2 separate regions of the Mus musculus genome follow, and region 2 is linked to region 1. The links are chromatin contacts, called in public promoter capture Hi-C maps. All regions are on one chromosome and are shown on one strand. The core of a region is the stretch at or near the end of the contact, and the rest is flanking DNA. Distances in the headings are between cores, read along the strand shown.

What was found. Promoter capture Hi-C pulls out the DNA fragments that hold promoters and counts their contacts.
Region 2: a contact with region 1 is called in a promoter capture Hi-C map of hippocampal neurons, with 4 times the contacts expected there. The contact joins the promoter of Trim52 here to the promoter of 4930518C04Rik in region 1. A contact is called at or near these places in 3 of 39 promoter capture datasets (hippocampal neurons, pre-B cells and stem cell-derived epiblast-like cells).

Annotation. Positions count from the first base shown.
Region 1 is chr14:103,894,301-103,901,274 of GRCm38.p6, reverse strand. It overlaps 4930518C04Rik (a long non-coding RNA gene), which reads right to left and starts at 2,508. Exons shown (of 2, transcript XR_383716.3): 1 at 1,917-2,508; 2 at 631-1,794.
Region 2 is chr14:106,102,541-106,109,514 of GRCm38.p6, reverse strand. It overlaps Trim52 (tripartite motif-containing 52), which reads right to left and starts at 3,317. Exons shown (of 1, transcript NM_198601.3): 1 at 235-3,317. The coding sequence starts at 2,605. The coding sequence ends at 1,904.

The DNA.
Region 1 (6,974 bases), core at 1,259-3,758:
GGTAAACACTAGTGAAAGAGATTAAGGCAAGCAGAAAGAAAGTTCCTGGGTTCAAAAACCATAAGAATTACTGTTACTGTTAGTGTTAAAACCCAAAGCAATCTACAGATTCACAGCAGTCCCTGTCCAAATCGCAAGGATACACTTTACATAAATAGGAAAGCAATATTAAAATTCTCATGAGGCCACAGAAGATCACAGACAGGCAACACAATCATGAATGAAGCAATAGTAGAGGTATTATGCTACTCTGTGCCCGATCTGATGAAGCTATGTGGTCACAGCAGTGTTTCCTGACACAAAGTCCCACAGAAACAGAGCAGAATGCAGAGCTTAGCAAATAATGCCTCACACCTGAGGCTAGTGAGTCTCCCTCAGGACACCAAAATACACAGGGGGTGGGGATGGGGTGGGGGTGGGGATGGGGTGGGGGTGGGGATGGGGTGGGGGTGGGGAGTCTCTTCAATAATGGATACTGGGAAAACTGGGTGTTGTTACTAAAAAGAATGAAGCTGTACCCATCTCTTTCAATATGAACTCAAAATGGATGTAAGATTAGACTGTAGGATCTGAACCTACAAAGCTCCTAAAAGAAAAATATACAAAAAAAAAAAAAAACCTTCACAGTGGTCTTGGTGATGGTCTCTTTAATAAAATATCATAAGAATGGGTAATGGAAGCAACAAAATAGGTAAGTGGGTTGTATCATAAAAAATAACAGCAGCAAAAATACTTTTTGCATAGCAACCAGAATGATCTACAGAATGGCAAGAAACTCGAGGGGGAGGGAGAAGCTATTTGCAATCCTCATATCTAAGAAAGAGTTAATATCCAAGATATGTAATGGATGCCTAAAATGTGGTGACAATCCTACAAGTCTTGTCACCTCCCTGATGTATCTGCTCAGCTGATCCTGTGTGACTGAGTGTCACACACTCACAACTGAGCTATGCTCACTGTCAATCTTCCTCCTTTACCAAGAAAATGTCAGCAGGGCCTTGGACTGTTCCAGAATCTTTGGTATTCATATCTTACATCCAACACTCCTCATCTTTTGAGTAAGTCTGGAATTTAAGCTTCTTGCAGTGTAAGCGTCTACTTCAACTCTTTAAATATGCATATAAAATATGTCTTTGTTCTAGTATTGATGATGAAAAATAACAAAAAAAATGAAAAGTTCTTTTTGAAGCTGCTTCAATACGCACATGCACCTTTTCTTTCTGTTCACATTGTTGTTGTTATTGTTGTTGTTGTTGTTTTTATAGTATTCAACAATTAAATCTGATGTGTTTTACAAACTCATTAGAAGACTGAATTTTTTTCATCAGCGTCAGTTCTTAAAAAATTCTGGAAATTCATGTTTATACAAAGCTTGGAAAAGCAGAGGATAAATACTAGGGAAACATTCCAGTCGACTTTGCGCAGGTCAGAACCCCAACATTTTTTTTTCTAACATCGTGCCCCTTGTTTATTTACAGCCGCAGATACGCGCTAGCTTCTGGTGCTGGTGGAATGAATGCGCTGACCTCACACACACATTTCTGCCAGTGACGGTTTGAAGATGATAAAGTAGTCCAGAGCAAATATCTCCACTCTCTGATAGCGGGAGGCACTTTGTGTACAAAAAGCAATGGTCTGGAACAGAGTCAAGCTCTAGAAAGCAGGACAGTCGTTTCTCATCATAAACACATTATTCCTGTCGAGTCGAAGGAGAATGGTGGAGGTAGGGAAGGCTTTGAAAACAGCATACACGTTCCTCATGACTTCCCTTGTGAACAGGGGCCTCAGATCAGCCTGCAGTGGACATCAGAGGGATTCACGTTACCCCACTGTGATGAATAATGAAACACAATGCATAATTGTCCGCAAGTTCTTAGAACCTCCTCAGACCCCAGCTACCGTGCAGAATGCATTACCTCAGGCTCCACGGGGTCACGAGGGAGGTAACCAAGAGTCGGGACGAGTAAATAGACAGTATTGTACCAAACTCCTGTCGCTATGACAACCCTCTAGAAATGCCGGACTCCCATTTTCTCAGCTGCTTTTACTGCTCTGAGGAGAAAGAACAAATGGCCTTTGCAAGCGGCAACCCTGGTTAGTCTCCGACTTTACAGCTTCACCATAGACATGCCCACACAAGTCACTTTCCTTCTCTTCGTCTCCAGCAAATATCGTCAAAATATTCTTCTCATGTGAAAGGTGCTTAATCTTTTACAAAATGAAGTAGTGATGCAGGAAATCTCATTAAATTGCATTTACGTTATAACTGATAGAGATTTTAGCAGCGCGGGCTGAATCAAACTTTCACACTTGAGGGGCCAGCGAGAGTCCTTTCTCTTCTCAGTGTGAAGGATTTAAGTAGCTGAAGGCATCTCTGTGGTGTGAGAGTCTGGTGGGAAGCAGCAGCCTGTTACCCTGACACTGCATCCAGGCGCAGGAGGGGTGTGAGGCTTAGGGGAAATGAGTGTGGTTTCATCTATTGGGCAACTTCTTGTTAATGAAAAGTATGCAGTGCGGCCCGTGCATTAGCTCAGAGCACAGAAGATTCGAGGGTCACCTGACTTTCCAGTGACGCCCCACATAACACTCTCAGCCCTCCTTAATGCAAAACATGCATGTATATTTCCTTTCTTAAAATTAGTAAAACAGTTTTTTACTTATTGCTAACTCTGCCATTCAACATAAATTATATGAGGCCGGAAAACGTTTATCTCCTGTAACTTTCTTTTTCCCGGGAGCTCAGAATGGCATAAAAGTTCAAGGCATATCTACTGAATAAAAACAAGAGTTAATAAATGAATCTTTCAACACTTTGTTCTCAGCCATAGATAGGAGGAAATACTATATATGATATAACATTATTCTTAATACCAAGTATGACATAAATTTGAAATATTTTATGAAGTAAATCTGCAGTTAACATGAGCTGTTATAATTACTCAATACCAAAATGTTCAAAATCCAGAGAAAATATAAAACTCAAGAAGAAAAATAATTCTTTCATAAAACAAGTTATATTTCCTAACTAATGAACTGTGGGGTGTGTGTGTGTGTGTGTGTGTGTGTGTGTGTGTGTGTGTGTGTGTGTTATGTGGTGTGTGTATGTGATGTGTGTCTGTGTGGTGTGTGTGATGTGTGTGTGTGTGTGTGCGCATGCGCACACACATGCACTCTCACAAGCATGCCTGCCCGTGCACTGTCTATAGACCACAGGACTACTTGCCAGAGTCAGTTCTAACCTTTCAATGGGGCCTGAGAACTGAAGTCAGATCAGGATCTGACCCAGTGGCAAGTATCTTAACTCACTGAGTTATACAACCAGACCAAGAGGATAGATATTCTTAATGTTGCTTAATATACCAGGCTTGTCATACATAGGCTTCTGCTTTATGAGCTAATAATAACATTTAAAAACCAAAAGAGCGTCTGAGAGTGTAGCTCAGTGGTAGAGCCCTTGCCTAGAATCTATGAGGTCCAATGTTTCAATCACCAAAACACACACACACACACACACACACACACACGCACACGCACACGCACACGCACACGCACACTGAAGAGGTGGGGATAAGAAGGAAGGAGAGAGAAGGAGATTGTCATTTTACATAAAAGGCAATTTCTTGTTTAGATACAACTCTTCATGAACTTAGGGATGAACTTGAGTCATGTTCATGACTGTCTTTTTTGTTTCATATTTAACTAAAATGCATTGGATGAGAATCCTAAGGAGAAACGAATGTCAGGTGAGGTAGAAAAGGGCCATCAGGGTGGTGTCCTGAGAAAAGTGGGGCCTGCAGGCAGAGGCAGCTCACCCAGATGACCTGGCTCAGGCTGCAAACTCAGATGAACATCTACATAGCTCCACAGAGGCAAACATCACAGCAAGGAGGAACAGCAAAACAGGGCCAATCAGCCAGTCATACTAAAAGCTAGCCTTCTAGAAAAGAATTTACAATGTGCATTGAAGAATATTAAGCATTATGTTGTGAGTGTTCTCTTCCTGGGTCAGTTGCACTTTTCAGATACACCTGCCAGAAATGAAGTAAGTTTTGAACAATAGAGAATTAGATTTGTGTTGATTTAATGAGAAATGCTTTTTATTTGTTTTATATATATATATATATATATATATATATATATATATATATTTGTTTTCTGTGGCAAGTAGTCTATTGGAAGTTGATTGTAGGCAGTAATTTAGTACAGAGCAATAGCTGGCCTATTCTCTTGAGCTTGTATTCTGGATTATAAATCCAACTTCATAGTTGGAGAGGATGCGCCTAACCCCGCAGAGACTTGATGTGCCTGCCAGGTGGGGGAATACCCAGGAGACACCTCTCCCTTTCAAAGAAGAAGGGTTATGAGGAAGGGACTGTGAGGGAGACAAGGAAGGGGCAACATTTGGGATGTAAATTAATTCATTAAAAAAATAAGGCCAACTCAAGGTTTAAAGAACTCAAGGTTTGAGAATTCAAGGTTTAACTAGAAAAGTGCTGATTGTGTCATGCTAATGATGGTTAGCCTTTGCTGCAGGGTCTCTCTTCCCTCCTACTCGCTATGTGGAGTTACTTAGCTTTCCCAGCTATAGCAGAGGTAGAGGAACTAGATTATAGAAAACATGGAAAGACAAAGGACAAGCTGAGATAATCAACTTGTAATACCTCCACATTTCTGTTGTCATTATTGTAAATGGGTTTTTTTTATTATACTTGGTTCCAAAATTATATTAAAAGACCCCTAAAAGTAGTTTTATTAAAAAATGTTAAAGAGCTAGAGATGGCTCAGTAGATAAGAACATATGTTGACCTTGTAGAAGACCCCTAAGTGAGGGTCCCATCACCCATGATGGATGGCTCACCATTACCTATACCAAGAGGTTTAGGGGATCCAAAACTCTTGTCTAGGCTCCACAGGTACCTGGACTCAGTGTTCAAATAGACACATAAAGACTAATTAAAATTTTAAGTTAATTTTTCCTCTTCCAAGTTAATACAGATGGACAAACATCACCAAAGATAATTTCCAGTTATTAAAACCCTTGTAAAATGTTGTTGGCGAGGGAAGTCTTTAAAACACAAACTAGGGTTGTTGAACTGCACTTTTTAGTGCATGCACTACTTAAAGGATTTCCTATGTCTTAAATAAGCTATATTATTTAAAAAATTTTTGCTGGCAATTTGGGAATTCAAACTATTGAGGTTACATAATTCTTTTCCAATACAGTTGATAGAAAACTGCACAAATGTCACAATTTTGGCTACATGGTCTCTAAAGAAAGCATAAATATGAGAGTATGAACTATAATTCTACTGTTGAAACAACCTTGGCTAGAACTCTGCTTATCTATGTTGAAAGACCATTTGTGTTAAAGAAGTTCCAAGATTTATTTTTAGAAGGCAACATGGAAAAAGAACATCCAAACAGACACTCATGAGCCATTTCTTCCACAATTTTAATTTAAAATTATCATTCTATGGCTTTTTGAGTTTGGCTCTTTTGAAAAATTCTTCTTCGAATTAGTCAAATTAGCTACTGTGAAGCCTAGTTCAAGACCAATTCAATTTCATTTATTAGACACTGTTAATTATGTCTATAGACACTTATTTCACTGTTAATTATGTCTATAGTTAGAGTGAGAGGAGCTCACATGGTAATAGAAACTAAATGGGTGGACTGAGAGTGGGAAGAGATGCTTCGCCAAGTCCATCAAGTGTTTTGGAAAACACAGGGCCAGCGCCAGTTCAGTTCCACAAAACTAAACAGTCTAAGGAATTCCTGGGAGCGCGGCCTGAGTCACTCTGCTGAGCTGCCACGGGGCCATGTCTCATTCATAGGCCGCTATCAAGAGTGTTGGCGATGCACTTCAGCATGAGTTACTTTTATGATCTGTGACCAAACACATGACAAGAAGCATGCACAGCTGTACCCTGGCTCCTGGTTTGAGGCATAAGGTCCATAATGGCAATTAAGGCATGGTGGCAGGTGGTCCCTGGTAGTGGGAACAGGAGGATGCCTCCTTGGAAGATCCCAGTAGATCAGGAAGTAGTGGCTCAGGTCAGAATAGGCCTGACTATAAACCATTAAACCTATTCCCGGTGATCCATTTAATTCAGCAAGGACTCAAATAGGAGCTCCAAAAATAGCACCTCCAACTGAAGATGTGTCTAAATCTCAGATAACAACTTGTATTTGTAAATCACACTGATCTTCAACAAGTGTAACAAGAATATGGAATACGGAAAAAATACTTTCTCTAACAAATAGTGTTAGGGTGTGGCCCTACATATTTCCTCTCTGCTGGGGGGAGGGCACCTGGGTGCCATCTGCACCCCACTGGGAGGAAGCAGGCCAAAGTCTTAAACAGGGTTCCTGGTCTCCTTTCTGGGTACCTGGGCACCACAGAGTATCAACAAGAGAGGGAGTCGGGAGGGAAAGTCAGGAATGGATGTCCACCGGTCTCTGCTTCCCCTGATGGTGTCCGTTCAGCAGGCAGGAAGGGGAAACAGAGCCCAGGAGAATGAATCCTCTCTGATTGAGAGCAAGGCCAACTGTACCTACAGATGGGAGGGGAGATGGCCTTATTCGGGAGTCTTAGATGCGGCTCTTTAGTCAAAGACCTTCCCCGAGGCAGTCCTTAGAGAAGCAGCTCTCAGAGATGGACCTTGCTTGTTCATACTGGTTATTTGATGGTGCATGTAAATGCATATACTTTATTGTATTAAATATCTTTTGTGGAAGGAATACCCAGAAAGGGAAGCAAATTGGCTGAAGGAGCAGGGATATCTAGATACCTCATTAGCATGGAGATCTCCAGGTGTTAATGCTATGTGACTTAGTGCCCAAGGTCCTCAGCTGGGGTGTCATGCTTCCAGAGCAGGTACACAGACAGGTAGAGAGTGGCTCCACTTCTGCTCAGATCCCGGGAATCTCAGATTTCTGAGATTCCCGGGATCTGAGCCCAACCTTGTCAGTCC
Region 2 (6,974 bases), core at 2,068-4,567, 2.2 Mb before region 1:
GCCTGAGAGTACCACTTCCCATGGCCAAGCATATTTAAACCTCCACAGGAATGGAAGCCAATCTGATTCTAATTTAGATAATAGTTACTGTTCTATAGGCATACTACTTGCAGGCTCTGATATCATTATATTTTTTGATCATCTACTTCTTTCAACACTTATTCTTTTAAATTAAATTTTTATTCAATCTCTTTAAATTTTTAAAATAACTTTATTCAGATAATATAAGCATGTCACTGTGAAACTTAAATTTGTCTTTATTGGATACTGTATAAAATACAATAAAACTTAAGTCACTTTTAACAAGGCATTAACAGTTTCCTTCCAGTTAAACAAAGCAAGGGAAAAATAAGAACAGAAAAACATAAGAAAACTGAAAAATAAATGCAATGTATATCTGCATTTAAAGTTTACACACAAGTTTCTCTTTAAGTTTCTAGTCAAAACAGTAAGACTTATCCAGTCTTTTTGCACCTATTCAGTAAAAACTGGACAAGGTGAAACACATTTATCCTCTCAAAGCTACCACACACAGATTTTTAACTTGTTACAAACACACCACCTAAAGTATTTCTGAATATTATTTTTGTTTCCTTGAAATAGCATTGAATGGGGACTACCCAGGAAAACGAGGCTCTAAAGGGAAGAAGGATAGGGTTGCAAGAAAGGGTAATGGTGAAAAACAATGGAAAAATCCTTTAGAATTTAGGCTTAGTAATTTTTTGTATCTGACATCATGTGATATGAATAGAGACTAGTTGGGAGGAAAGTATGATAGAGGCGGCAAATATGAGCAAAGTACAATGATATTCAAGTATGAAACCCTCATAATGAAATCCATTATTTTGTATATTAACTTAAATTTAAAGATATAATATTCATAAATCTGGTTCTTGGCCAACAAAATTAGGCAATTTTTATAAGAATCAGTAAACATATACCTATATACCTGGTTTTGGCAAGTTTTGCTTTAAATACTTCACAACAAAAATGTTAATATTTGCCTACTGCCATTTTCAGGGCCACTGAATTTCTGTGAAAGTTTCAATTTTTCAAAGTTTCATATTTTCCATTTCAACTTTTCATTGGTTCCCTAATATTGGAATTGTTGTCCAAATGCTGAATGCAGTTCTCTTTAATGACTAAGGAACTTTAGATCCAACAAAAACATTGAAAGATCTCCCTATCTTCAAAAGCAAATCTGAACTAAGCATATTCTTCCTTAGCTTATAGTGACAAAAACCTGAAGATTTCCAAAGCAATCCACAGATAGCACAGTGTATCTTGACAACTTTTCAACTTTAGCTAAAAATCTGACATTACTATAAAACTATTGACATAGATTCCTATAAAGTATGTTCCCAAATCAGCTAATAACAACCTCAAAAATCTTCTAAGTATTCAAATACCAGGCTCATGAAAACATTCAGTTCTGAAAGCCTAATTTTGAAGCTAAGCAAAGCAGTTTTCTTCGTTCCCACAAATAAATTCTCTGCTAATAGCAACAAAGGAGTAATATTTCCTAAAACTGAACCTTGATAGTCATTAATTCAAAATAAATTGGAAAATGGGGGCATGCTAGGCAAACAATCATTCTGCTACTACTGAGCTAAATACAACTACTCTTTCCAATTTAAAGCTGCAGGCACTAATGAAATTTTGAATTTTTTAATTCCTCCCCAAAACTGGGATAGCACTGAGACTGAAATGTACTATAAGTTTCTCAGTTTTTTTTGTTTTGTTTTGTTTTGTTCCTTGTTTTCTTTAAATACTTCATCCAATGGCACTACATTCATATTTTTGTAGTACCAGGAATCTAGACACACCTACACCTGGGCTTTTTTTCTACCTTACTGAAGAGCTCCAGGGTTTCCTCATATTTAGAGCACAAGCTTTGCAAGCTTCATGGAGTATGGCAAATCTGGCGAATTATATGGACCATGTTGGCCAGCTGCAAATTGGGTCGAAAACTGCGACTTGGAAAAGTCCTTCGGCATTGCGGGCAGCTGAAGACCTGTGGTGTGGGCCGAGGTAGAGAAGGAACCTGGGCATGTGGAGGAGGAACCTGGGCATGTGGAGAAGGAACCCGGGCGTCTGGATAGAGCTGCCGACGCACAGGCGGATGTGGGGGACCACGGTGGAAGATTGGAGGGTGGCGGTGGCGATGGCGGTAGCGACCAAACCGATGGTACTGGTGGCCATTGTGGGGGGGTTCATCTCTCTCTTCTGGAAAAACCCTAATTCTCAGGTCATGAACCAATCCTTGTAAACTGTTCCTGTCTTCTTCCTCGTCATCCCACTCAGAGTTTGCATTGCCCTGATGCTGTCTATGGCTATGACCGACCCACTGTCCTGCATGTGCTCTGTGCTGCTCCTGCTCGGTGTACCTAGGAAACAAAACCTCCCGGATGACGCGCTCCTGCACAGCAGGCTGTTCCCGGTCCTGCTCATCTTCCTTGCCCCACAGCTGGGTCACACACCCTCGGCAGAAGTTGTGCCCACAGCCAATGGACACGGGGTCCTTAAAATAATCCAGACAGATGGCACACACTGCTTCTTCCCGAAGTGACTGCATAGGGCTGGGAGGCCGTGTAGAGGTGGCCATCTTAAGAGCACAAAAGGTCCTCAGAAACTGAGAGGCCCTCGCTGCCCTGCCAAGAAGCACAAAGCACGAAACCACAAGTGGAAGGTCTAGCCTCTACCACCCAAGAGCACAAAGGTGAGAGGACTCCCTTCCCTGCCAAGGGGACCAAAGGCCCCAAATCTCCCTGCCCAGGCAAGGACGCAAAGGCGGTAGGCCTCGCAGCCAAGCCAAGGGGCGCTGAGGACTAAGACCTCCTTGCTGCCCTGTCGTTGGGCGCAAACGCAGTAGGCCTCACTGCCTAGCCAACGGGCGCTGAGGACTAAGGCCTCTTCGCTGCCCTGCTGAGGGGGCCGTAGGCCTTGCTGCCAAGCCGATGGGCGCTAAGGACTCAAGGCCTCCCTACCCAAGCAAGGGGGGTCCCAAATGCGGTAGGCCGCACTGCCCACCCGACGGGCGCTGAGGGCTAAGGCCTCTTCGCTGCCCGGCTAACGGGTGACAGGAGCGACTCCAACAGGTTTTGTAGACGACTACAACCTGCTGCCACCGCCCTGGCCTGGGCTTCCCTGGCTTCCCTGAGGAAGACCAACTCACGGCACGGCAGCCGTCGCTCCGAAGCCAGAAGGCGCTGGCACAGAAGCACGCAGCTGACTGGAGCCTCGGGGAAGCCCCGCACAAGGCAGCAGCCAGCAGCCTCGGCCCACCTCTGCCTCACATGCCCGGCAGCTCCGCTATAAAAGGCACCTGGAAGTGACGTCAAGGCGCTCTAACATAGGTTCTTCCTGCCACCCCGCCCCCATTGCCTGGGGGCGGGGGCGAAGGGGGGGAGTGACGCTCTGGCCCCTTGGAGGACCTCCGTCTTAATGGTATTCATGCGAGGGGCCTAGGGAAAGCTAGAGTGGTGGAGAGCGTGCCAGGTCAGAGGTGAAAGGTCAGGAATTCCAGACACACTCAGCCGCAGAGTAACTTTGAAACTCTTCTCGGCCACAAAACGCATCTCTAAATCAATAGATAGCCAGATGAACACAAAAATTAAGTAAAAAACAGACGGGTGGGCCCAGAGTCCTAAAAAAATAAGTCCTAAAAACGCGTGTTTCGAAAGCTCGATGGTGGTCTTCATCCTCATTATCATTATCAACGCAGTCATCGTCATCGTCAACTGCTTCTCCTCACAGCTAAATACCATTTCCCGGCAAAATTTCATATTAGTACTCCACTCTAAGAAGTGTCTGTTATCTTCTCCCAAATAAAAATGGTTGTTACAACACTGATAAATATAATTAAGTCGTGCTGGAAAGAATGTTCCAGACTGGGAATATGCAGCTGCAGTGAGGAGATATTTTGGCACTACCTGCATCATAAAAAGTTAAAATGATTAATAAGTGTGGAACTGGTCTGCCGAGAAAATTGCAAATTCCTACATGACTTTTAAGAGGCATATTGAGTGCATGACAATAGAAATAGATTACCGGTCACAAAGAAGTTACTTTTAACACTTTCAGAAATGTAATCTGTTTGTGGGTTTTGGTTTCTTGGGGGGGGGGGGGGGACGGACACGTTGTTTTGTTTTTATCAATTTTGCAAAACACTCAGCATTGTTATTTCCATACTGAAGTCAACATTTTCAAATAATCACATTTTATTAATATGAAAACCTAGATATTCGAAAGGATGTAAATTGTTTATAGTTTACAAATGAAGTACACTCTTGTTTCTTCCTAATATCTTATTTATATAACTATCCAGGTTTTTAATTAAATCACAGCAAGTATTACCCCAAGAAAGATAACAGCCACACTAACTTATAGGCTAAATAACAGAGGCTAAAGAAAGGTAAATAACAATAAAAAATATTTTTAAAATAATAAAAGCAACCATAAAGAAAATACAAGATTCTAAAACACCCACTGACAGCCTGAGCTATCCATAACAAAAGAGTTGAACTTCTACAAGAAATAGATACATAATTACAGCACAGCTTGGCCCTTCCTGAGTAGAAAACTGAGGTTTACCTACTATAGAGGCTGAATCTGAGAAAAGTATAGAAAACACAGGACACACAGAATTCTCTTACCAGATGCACATTGAAACATGAGAACTCTCCATCCTTTTTTTTTCCCCCCCTAACTCTAATGACAGTGACAGACCCTCCTGGAAGGAAATGGATTTAATTTTACTCTAGAGAATCTAAATTAAAGAAAAAGATCTGGGTGGAAAAATAATACCAAACATGGTCAGCAGTTCACTTACCAAACAGTGGAGGAACTAAGTAGGAAGCAGCTTCTACCCCACAAGTTAGATAGTTAATGACTAATTTTCACATACTTATTGATAGTCAAAACTCTCTAGGTATTTGAAACAAGTTTCTAACACAAAGCAGAAATTTTTTTTAAAGAAAAGAAACAATTTTGGATAAAATAATGACATTGGGGGAAAAAAATCAAGTATGTGTGATTACGTTTAACTTCTAGCCCACAGATACTGATTTTACCAAATAAAATGAACTTATTAAAAAGGACATAGAAGTTAGAGGGCCTGACAGTTAAAATCACAGGCTGCTCCCACAGAGAACTTGAGCAGTTCCCAGAAAACACATCAAACAGCTCAAAGCCACCTGTGACTCTAGTTCTTAAGGATGAACAACAACCTCTTCTGACCTCCACAGTCATTTGTACTCATGTGCACATGCCCACAAAAAAAAACCCACATATACACATCATTTGAAATTTAAATATTAAATTAAATATTTGAAATATTTTAAATTGAATATTAAATATTACAATAAATTTTTTAAAAGTAAGACCTTTGGGATAGCATTGAAAATGTAAGTGAGGAAAATACCTAATAAAAAAAATTTTTTTAAAAAAGAAAAAAGAAATACAGACAATGAAAATAGACATGGAATAGAAAAATGAAAATAACAATTAGACAGTGATACATACCCAATTAAAAGATAAGAAAAATTAAATATTTTTTAAAAATGGATAACCAGTACAAGAGGAGAAGACAGAAGAATTGTAAAATAAAAAATTGCAGAAATAATTCAACAAAATATTCCAAAATTGAAATTAAGAAAGAAAAATTCAAAAATGCTCAGCACAGGGAGGTGCAGGAGAGGCCTACTTCAAGGCTTATTGCTTTAAAGCTTATGACATAAAGAGAAAACTTCCAAAGAGAAAATATCATAATGGAACTGTGGAGCAGTGGTACTAGGTACCAAATAAAATAAATAATTTCAAAATTATGAATGAATATTGTTCCCATCCCATACTTAATCATAACCAAATTGGAAATGCCCTGTGGGAGTAAAGGCATTTGCTGGCTTAAAAACTAGCTATCAACTTGATCTCCCATGAAACTGTTACTCAAAAGTTAATAGAAGACACAGTACCACAATAAGGGTGAGGGGAAAAAAGTGTAAAACTCACACATAGACAAATTGACGGCATGAAATGACATTTTAATTCCTGGGATGATGAATTAGGGAAATCGCAGAGCAATAGATGACCTGCAAATGGCCCCGCTGAGTAGTAAGTTTGGATCAGGTAAGAAGAACACCTCTTTTGGAGGGATGGCTTCAAAAACACGGAATTAACAGGTATGTCCAAAAGTTGAGATACTGAAGACATATGCACTTCAGCAGACAATTTAAGGGTGACTTACTGAGAGTTAAATACAAAATAAAGCAAATACAGCATATGCACAGAGAGAATGAGAGATTCTAACTCAAATTTTAACCGTTGGAAAATAGGAATATAACAACTTTAGATTATCTTTGTAAGAAATATTTAAGCAATCATAGTAATAAATAAATAAATAAATAATAAAAAACACCTTTGTAGATATTGTTTCACCTCGATAATGAGGTTGTATTCTACCATGTCTGGACAGCTTTCCTGAGCTCAGTACAAAATGGAGGACTGCCTTTTCTTAATGGGGCTTCCTTTTCTTAGCCTGATCTGGGAAAACCAGCCCATATTCTACTTGGAGAATAACACACAACTCCTGGTGAAATTACAGGCTCGACTTCTTCATGCAAATGAGGTATCCCCAATATCTTAAGCCTCAGCCAATGAAAATTCACCCCAAGAAAAACCTGTTCCCACTCTCCAAGGTTCATATATATAGCCCTGGTTCACTCAGAATAAAATGTATGTGTACACACCCACCCCTAATAAAGGTATGTACACAAGCTAAGATCATGTTAGAGAGCTGTTTCATTGAAGATCATTAGACAAGGCCCACATCTGAAAGAGCAGTAACACTAAGATCCTCAGAGAAGGCCTTCTTTCCCCTCCCCACCCTCATTATCTATTGACTCCGTCTTAGTCAGGGTTTCTATTCCTGCACAAACATCATGACCAAGAAGCAAACTGGAGAGGAAAGGGTTTAC